Regions from separate parts of the Zea mays genome. Here region 2 is linked to region 1. Evidence: chromatin contacts called from public Hi-C data. All regions are on one chromosome and are shown on one strand. The core of a region is the stretch at or near the end of the contact, and the rest is flanking DNA. Distances in the headings are between cores, read along the strand shown.

Region 1 (4,613 bases), core at 1,178-3,677:
TTGCCCATTGAATGAAACATGTGATGCTTAAGAGGGGGTGAATTAGGACTTCTAAAACTTTCTCTAAACTAGGCCACAATTAAATCCCTAGAGCAAAACCTATGCAATTTAAACAATCTAGAATGTGCAAACTAGGTTTTGTCTATGTGTTGCTATCTCTACCATAATGTCTAAGTTTCAATCCTAAACAATATAAGTATAAAGACAAGATTGAAACTTAAATGCTTAATATAAATGCGGAAGCTAAAGAGCAAGGTAGAGATGCAAACTCTCGTGGATGACACTGGTATTTTTACCGAGGTATCCGGAACCACGCAAGGTCCCGACTAATCCTCGTTGGTGCCCCTACGCAAAGGGAAGCCCACGTGAGGGCCAAGCACCACAGTCGAGTAACTCCGTAGAAAGCCACGGGCCTTCTCCACGTGCAAGTGGTGCTCCGCTTTCGGCTCCTCTCGGATGCTCCCCGCCGTCCCCACTATCGAGCTTCCAGCCAAAAACGTCGCAGGCCTCGTTCCCTCTGGTACACGGTGGCGACCGTAACACAAACGTGGTTGTCACGTCGCAAGACTCTTGCCTCACTCGGTACAATTACAATGGCTCATGCAAGAGCCGAGGGGTTGTGTGGTTTTTTTAAACTCACTCAACTAACTAGGATTCACCTAGAGCAAGAGCTAATGCGGTCTAACTAACCTAAGCACTTCGCAAAGCACCTACACTAATCACCAAGTGATTCTATTAAGCACTTGGGTGTATGAGCACATGGAAATGTCTACTATATGCCTTAGTATGTTTCTTGGGCTCCCACACCTTGAAATGGCCGGTTGGGTGAAGTATATATAGGCCCCAACTCAATTTTATCCGTTGGAGAAAAGCTACTGCTCCGCGGCACACCGGACAATTCGGTGGAGGCACCGGACAGTCCGGTGCCCCTGTCCGGTGCACCTTGCTGTTGGATCAGACACGCAGGTGGCTGTTGGTGTTGTAGGATTTTACACCGGACAGTCTGGACGTCACACCAGACAATTCGGTGGCTTCTCTCCACCAGTGCCACCAGGAAGTAGCCGTTGGGCTACCAGACAGTTCGGCGTGTGGTACTGGACAATCTGGTGTGCCACCGGACAGTCCGATGCTCTCAGCCGGACAGTCCGCCAGTGGCAACACTATTCTTCGTTTCTTGGACTTTGCTTGATACTTGTTGATCTTCAATTGTGATCTTCATAATGTCTTCTTTTGAGGTGTTGCTTTACTCAATGCCTTAGTCCAAGTAACTTTAGCATCATGTGAACTACAAACATAAACACAAGCAAACACATTAGTCCACATGTTACGTTGATCATCAAACACCAAAACCTTTTGAGACAAATGGCCTGGGGTCCATTTTCCTTACACCCATTAGCACTATTCAACACAGGTCATAACAACCCTTGATCCGAAGCTTCAGTTATGATGGAATTCAAAATGTCCAAAACCAAAATGAACAACATAGGAGATAGTGGATCAACTTGACGAAGGTCTCTTTGATGATAGATCAATCCCCTCGGCTCACTATTTACAAGGACTCTGGTGGAGGAAGAGCGCAGCAGTTTGGAAACCACAACACACCAAAAAGGCTCAAAACCCATATGTCTAAGCACCTCAAAAAGTAAAGGCCAAGAAACTGAATCGAAGGCCTTGCTAATATCTAACTTCAGTAGAATCATGTCGTTTTTTGCAAATACAATGCCTTGGCGGTTTGCTGCAACAACATAATAATTGTCATGTATGCACCTGCCTTTAACAAACTTACTCTGACTTGTAGCGACCAAATTGGACAATTTTGGAGCAAGACGAACTGCTAGCACCTTGGAGACAATTTTAGTAAAACTGTGAATAAGGCTTATGGGACGAAAGTCATTGACCTCTACGTGTCATACCTAGATTGTAAATAATAAGAAAAGAGTTGATCTCATTATATGTTTTGCCCTCTCCTTATTAGAACATAGGAATAACCATAATTAAACTGAACAATTAACCAATGACACATAAATAATCTATGCATCATGTTGGAGTTTATTTGTGTGTGCATTTAATAATAATAACAATAATACTAATAGAAATACATTAATGTCCAAATTAGAATTTAAGACCTAATTTGCAATTTAGAATTTGGAGAAAGAGAAGGGAAATACTATATAAAATAAAGAAAATAAATATATAAATAAATAAAATCCTTCCATACTGGTATGTTCAATTTGTACATTTGATCTAGATACAAAAACTCACAACAAAACATGGATTTAAATTTGAGATTCAAAAATAAAGAGAAAAGAAAACAGAAAAGAAAAGAAAAAAAGAAATGGGTGCATCTGCGTCTCCACACGCAGCCCAACTGGGCCAGTGCGCCGACACCCCGGCCCCTCTCGTCAGCTAGACGCGCCGGGCGCCACTGCATATGGGGCCCGCGCGTCAGCCGATCTTCACTCTGCGTCGTGTCTGTCTCGCTAACAAGTGGGCTGCGGTGGGCAGAAACTCTCGTCTTCCAGCTAACCGCGACGCCGCGCTTGTCCGAACTCTCCGTCGCGGATTTCGACAATCATGCAACGGATTAGGCTGATGTGCCGTAGTTAGGGTCGTCTGGTACTGTTAAATAGGTTGCCCCTCTCCACCTGTCCGTTCGGTCACCACTATCTACCCAAACAACCAGTGCCGGCAATCTCGCGTAGAGGAGGGTAGAGCATCACCAGAGTTGGCCGCTTCACCGACGTGGCAACTGTGGTGCCGTAGGCGACTCGTCGTTGGCCGCGTGGTGTACACCTGGATCTTGGGGCGGGCCGATTTGGTGGCTAGGGCACCAGGGGGGAGCTCGTCGGTGACAAGAATCACCGCGCGTCCGCCTTGTATCGTGGACAACCACCTGCTACGCTTTCCCTTTGGTATGTACCTACCCGAGCCCTCATCCTGGTAATGGACTTCATGTCGCGTAGCCCTAGGCTAGGTATAACTCGCGGGATAGCCTTGAATTGCTCATCGGCGTTTGGTGGTGGCCAGTGATCCGTGTCTCTCGGGGGCAGGTATACCGGGTGACCAACTGACCAATTAGTGGTCTTCTGGCGTTCGACAGATGGGCTGATGGCGGATCAACATGATAATTCGTGTCGGGGTACCGGGGGCGCGCCAGGGGATGATCGCGGTGTCACCGGAATCATCACTACCGCGGAATGCCGACGGCGTCGCCCTGGTTCGGTCAACAGGGGCGTCGGGGGCGACCATGGGATTGCTGGCACCGTTGGATTCCGTAGCGACGGCTAAGATTGGATCCTGGCGTAACGATTGGGGCAAGGGGATCAGAACCATTAAGATCCGATAGGGCGGATCGGGGCGACTCCGGGGCAAGTAAGATCCGTGCCGTAGATTTTAGATCCTGGGGTCGGCATCGCGTACCGGTTCGCTGGTTAATAAATCTAATCTGGGCCGTTCAGGGGAGATCAGATGGATAGTATCAGCCGATACCCTTTCAGTCATACGTTTTGCAAAAGAACCCCGAGAAAAATAGGAACTAACCCGCATAGCATTGAGCATAGTAAAGAGTTTAAATCTAAGTCTTGGGAATTTTATGAGTTAGTCCCTGAACTTCCTGGTATTTGTGCACGCGGTCCAGACACTTAATAAATCAGAGGAATTAATATAGAAAATGATTTTTAGTGTAAAAATAATCCCAAAACTTGTTTAATTCATATAAAATTTATTTAACTCCTTTTTAACCCATTCCAGATGCATTAATTTGGTAATAATATTGTTTATCACTTGGTAACTCTGTTTTAGCATGAAACCTAGATTAAAATTGATCACTTGGTTATTTTTGTACCAAACACATAAAACCTTCGGAAAATCATAACCTATCATTCGTTACTCCGAATTTAGTGATTCTTGAACCTACGATCTCGTCACGATGTATAGAATATTATCATGCATTATATCTCTTTGTTTGGTGTGATGTTAATTTCCCTTATACTATGTTTGTTTGTATTGTTTCAAGTAGACGAGCAAGTGATCGAGGATCCCGGTACCTAGCAGGTGGAAATTGCTGAGCAGGAGCTCATTAAAGGAAAGTTGTGCCCTTGACCACTTTTATTTATCCAATAATGTTCTCTATATTCATTTTGGCATGCATAGGCTTAATTTTGATGGGACCCAATATGTCACCCTAGTTTGGTCATCTTTACACCTGGTTTACCCCTGAACTTTTGGGTAGTCTTTGCTATTGCTATATGTGGTTTGGGTGTTGAGATAACTATTACACATGCTCATTCTTTATTATAATCTTTCTATTTTGTTCATAATAAGACTATTATGTTAATTGGAACATGGAGATTAACTTGACAAACATGTGCCACCACAAGGGTGGAATGGGACGCCTTGGCTGACTAATTAGAAAAGGTAGTGGAGGTCTACCTTATCCGAAAGGGGCAAGGGCAGTAGGGGAGTTGTCGGTGTAGGGAGGTTCTCTAGTTGATTTTGCTGCGATGGCGGTCAGACAGGGGATTCCTGCATTGCGCTCCCTAAAATTGTAGCGGGTTTTCTAAAGCTAGTGGAACTTTATAAAGGCCTCATAGTGTTACCCTGCCTCATATCCT
Region 2 (4,739 bases), core at 2,236-4,735, 400 kb before region 1:
GGAATTATTTAACAGTACATTGGTAAGAATTTCAGTCTTCCAAAGCAGCTAAATTAACAGTATCTAGCATAATATATTATTTCCTGAATCCATTGGATCATGCCTTTGCACAGTTTGTGGATATGCAAAAAACAGAATTAGATGCGCCAAAACCAAACTGATCTTTTGAGATGAAATAAACTTACTTGTATCTTCTGCTGGGAGCAGTGAAGAGGAGCAAGATCCTCTCCCAAAACTGGTTACCAGGCAAGCTCTCAATGGCCATGAAGGCAAAATAGCCCCAGAGGACAGACGTAGGGATCTTCTTGAGCAGGGGCATAGCAGCGACACAGCCCACCACCATCGAAGCCTGTAGAAGGTTGCTCAAACGCTGCTCCTTGACCTCGATGGGCAGCAGATCATCAATTTCTTTCTCTATGTCAAAGACTGTCTCATCAACTGGTGCATCAATGTTACCCATACTCGAAGCTAGCTGGACTGTTGAGTCCTTGAGCTCATTTAAGCCCTGTTTTTTTTTAAAAAAAAGTATAGAAAATGTTATGTAAACAAATTGTCTGAATAAAGTGTTTTGAAGTACTAAGTTTTGGGTAATAGAACATGTACTCTTCTGACAGACTGTTGCTGATAAACCAGTGGTGTCTGCATCTGCTGATAAGCATCCTGCATGCTGCCATACAGTTGGCTCAGGCTTGCATTCTGGCTCATGCCCTTCCGTGCGGTGGCTACTAGCCGGTTACGAAGGATCTGAACAGAAATGTTTGCCATGTGAGTGAGAAATCAGATGTTCACATGGTATTTTCAAGTATTTCATGACTCACCTGGTGCTTGAGAGTAGCCAAACTCTTCGTATGCATGGGTGATTGTGGAATGACACCATTTGATGGAGGGATACCAATAAGGCCACACATTAACGTCTATAGTTCAAAACATTGTTGTTATTTATCGAAATGTATAGAAAAACACCAAAATTTGGTACTGAAAATTTGTGCACGTCTGGGCATACCAGGAAACCTAAGAGAAGCAAATCGTAGTGGAAGGATGGAGGCTTCCTCAAGTTGAACTCTTTCTGCTGAGCAAGCTGAGACGCAACGCTGTGATCGAAGTAGTAGAGAACAGCGATCATCGTTGCTGGTATGAATGCACCAAGGATATAGAGGAGTGGAACCTGTGTCATGTCCTGCCCATTTGATCGATGTCAAAGAACTTAATCAATATGCAGTGGTGTTTCACATGAATAACTCTTAACGTTTAGAATCTTTTTGAGAGTGTTGGAATACCTTGACGACTGTCCAATTGTCGTATGCGCCAGGGGACCATGGATTAGGGCTAAAAAGGCGCCGCGGAATTCCTTTTGGTACATTTCCATAAGGTATGTAAGACACTCCAGTCCACACTAGCACCATCAGTGGAACACCATAGTCAGCGATGAAGCCACGCAGCCAACCTAGGTAGAGGAGTAGTATCATCAGAAATTTGCTACTGGACTAAGTATATAGTATTATGGTTCTCATAGCAGCATCTGCAGGACAAGAACAATTTTCGGATGGATACCTGTCCCATAGCGCCATGATCGTGCCTTCCTGCTCCTGAGGGCAGTGAGTAAAAGGCCAAACGACAAGACAATTGCGAACATCCCATTGGCGAACCGCCATGATGGAACAAACTCTAGTGCCTTTGTGTTTTCCCTCTCAGGAACGCGGAACTCGTCGACAAGTCCCTGCGACCATCACACATATTGGTGAGCTCGCACATCCAGATGGCCACAGAGAAGTCAGCTTGCAAATTACTTCAGTACACATGAATTTATGGTAGTTTTTTTTTTAAAAAAATATATATTTTGACAAACCTTTTTGCAGGAAAACACCGTTTATTTTTATAAACAAGCCTTCTTGATTTTATCTACCTTTTCTTTTCTTTTGTTCGAAACTGAGGACACTGAAATATTTGGTTGCACTAGTGACCAATGGCACAAAAAAAAACAGAAGCTAGAGACATCTCCATTGGCTTCCATGTGCTTTTTTTTCCAGCACTTGCACATGCCTTTGAGCAACCTACTAGATTCTCCACTAGTTAGTAGCATTCAGATTGACTGGAGTACTACACAATTTCGAGAGGCAAGGCAACTGGAGTTTGGTATAAAGCTCTATGGTCCAGCAGCAGCAGCACGCCTTAAAAAAAGGTTTCTGCATCAGCACAGGGTTTCATTCCAAGCCTGGAAAGCAGCAACGGGTTCAAAAGGCCTGCAGTTATCACCAACCTTGATAGCCTGCTGCATGAAGAGCATAGCAATCAGAAGCCCGAACAGCTCGCCAGCGATGCGGGTGAACCGGTTGATGATGGAGCACGCGCCTAGTATGGCCAGCAAGAAGAGCAGGATAGCAGTCCACACACAAACCCTGCACGCAAACATGACAACAACAACAAGAAGAAAAGGAACCAATTCAAACAATGCCATCATTGTACCAAACCAATCTTCAATGAATTTCTCAGTCAGCCCAGCACAGATGACCTACCAACCGGTCCAGGCCAGGAACAGATTCCGTCCGAGGTCGGGCCTGTCCTTGGCAAAGTTGAACATGAATGTGTACATGAGTACCGTCGGTTCGGCAACTCCCAGGATCAGCAGGGGCTGCCCTCCTACAATGGAGTGGATTATGCCGCACAGGGCAGTGGACGCCAACGTCTGCACTGCTGTGAGGACTCCATCTGCACAAGTACAAATAAGCTCCTCTCCTCACGCACTGCACCGAAACTAACACCACCGAGTACTTAAATTTGAACCCACCCCCTCCATTTACCAGTGTTCCTCTCCAATTGCTCCCCGAACGATATCACCGGTATCGCGGACGCGAAGAATATGTAAGTGGTAGGCGCCAGGATCCTGAAACACCCCAAAAACCACTCCTTTTCAAGATCTTGCGCGAGGCAAGAACAAACTTCAGAACAACAACAAACAAAAGGACTAGGACTAACTACCTCCGCCGCAGTCAGTTTCGAGATTTTGGCACCATGGTGATACCGAATTCCTAATCCTAGACAGCACAATGCAAGATTACGAGGAAAGATTGGAGTATCCTTCAGTTCATACCTGATACCGGCACGGAACCCTCCGGTCCAGTCCTGCTTGTAGCAGGCGAGCCTCCCGTGGAGGTCGTCCTTGATGCCCCGCAAGGGCACGAAGCTCTCCTCCATTGCCCGGGCCAAAAGGGCGTCGCTTTTCGCAGACAGGAAGATCTGAAGGTATATTCTGGATGGCCAGTCGGAGTGTCAAGTGAGGGCGTGAGGCCGTGCTTACATCTTGCGGCAGATGGAGCAGGGAGAAGTGCTACCAGTTTGGAACCTCGCAATGCATTTAGCGCGGATCCATGGAGGAAGACGAAGGCCGAGGCTATGAATGGAAGAGGAGCATAGAGAGCAGGGCTGGTTCCCGGAGGGAGAGGAGGGCAAGGGCCAGGCTCAGAGAGAGCAGCAGAGGGAAGAGCTACAGAGCAATGGAGCGGGTTTGAGGGCACATATATAGGCAGTGGCGGAGGAGGGGCACCGCTGCCAATTCACAAAAGAAATCTTGGTACAAAAAAAAAAACGTTTAAAGCAAAAAAGTTACCCTGAAAAATATGCATTGCTCAAGAACTGTCCAGGGGAGGCTTGCTGGATGCTGAGTGAGCTGAGCACACGGAAAGCAAAAAGGCACAAGAGGGGTTCCAGTGTGGTGTGTGACCTGTAGGCTCCTGATCCTGTAACTGCTGCAGCAAGTGTCACAGCTAGTTTATTTACCAGTGTATTGTTCAGTTAAAAAAAGAACAGAAAAAAAACAAGAGGGAAAATACTAAATTTTGGCTCAGTTGCCCTGGGAGGGCAGAGCCATACTGCCAGGTCCAGCTCTAGGTCAGCTGTCTGGGGGAAGAGGATACCAGGAGAAGGACCCAGCAAGCTTCCTCGCGCCGTTTTGCTAATCCCCTCCATGTGCTTGTTTTCTCCTATGTGCTCTGGTCACTGTCTAGAGAATTTCAAATTATTGCTCATAGGTTCATTGGAGGGTGTTCATGAGGATTTAAGGTGAAAAAGGCAGCAACTCTTGGAAGGATGTGCATGTGGTGTTTTCCTTGAACAAAAAGTTTAAGCAACGAAATTGCTTGTGTGTAGCTATAGAGAATAAACGACGCCCTTCAGGAAACACCTATGGATGTCAAACTCCAGCTTTTAGTAGCACGCCATCTTTATCTTTGTGGATTAGTATCTCCAAAGAAGTAATTGTATTGAAATACGACACTTCTTAACTTTCTTAAGCACACAGCAAAAACTTTCTTCAGCAAGAAGCAGGATGCCGGCAGCTCTTACTGGTTACTACTGCAGGCAACAGCCCACATGATCCCAGTACCCAGACTGAAACAAAATAAAAGTGGAAGCTATGCAATACTAGTAAGATTCACCTACTATCTGCTACATGATCAGTCACAGGTCAGTGAGTCAAGTTGCCTCAGTGTGATCTGCACATGCATCATAATCTTTTTTCCCCTATAATAATACAGTAGTTGTTCAGCTAGCTCATATAATAATGTGGACAAGGTGATGAAGCCCCTTGAGCCTGCATCCTGTTCATGTGTCCGTGGAATCTTCCAATAAGAAACCAGGGTGTCCAGGAACCCAAGAAAACTGAACTTTGATTCAGGCTTCAGGTGGGGCTCAAGAGTTGACCTTACCTTTTATCCCAGCATGCGTGACTGACTTGGCGGGAGTAT

Evidence for each region. Hi-C and Micro-C count contacts between places; a contact is called where the count stands out from the background.
Region 2: a Hi-C map of tassel shows a contact between it and region 1, with 1.8 times the contacts expected there. The contact joins the promoter of LOC100285382 here to the enhancer-like site in region 1. A contact is called at or near these places in 2 of 25 Hi-C or Micro-C datasets (ear and tassel).

What each region holds. Positions count from the first base shown.
Region 1 is chr1:152,653,790-152,658,402 of Zm-B73-REFERENCE-NAM-5.0, reverse strand. No RefSeq gene overlaps it. Among protein-coding and RNA genes, the nearest start is that of LOC103639529, 81 kb to the right of the region's middle. Within about 2 kb of position 2,427, at least 18 of the 20 cell types and tissues checked have an H3K27ac peak or open chromatin away from gene starts, as enhancers often do. A contact at or near this core is called in ear and tassel, where this site is marked.
Region 2 is chr1:153,051,565-153,056,303 of Zm-B73-REFERENCE-NAM-5.0, reverse strand. It overlaps LOC100285382, which reads right to left and starts at 3,485. Exons shown (of 12, transcript NM_001158275.1): 1 at 3,089-3,485; 2 at 2,799-2,881; 3 at 2,514-2,706; 4 at 2,258-2,396; 5 at 1,552-1,717; 6 at 1,278-1,444; 7 at 1,004-1,177; 8 at 819-914; 9 at 604-744; 10 at 186-505. The coding sequence starts at 3,192.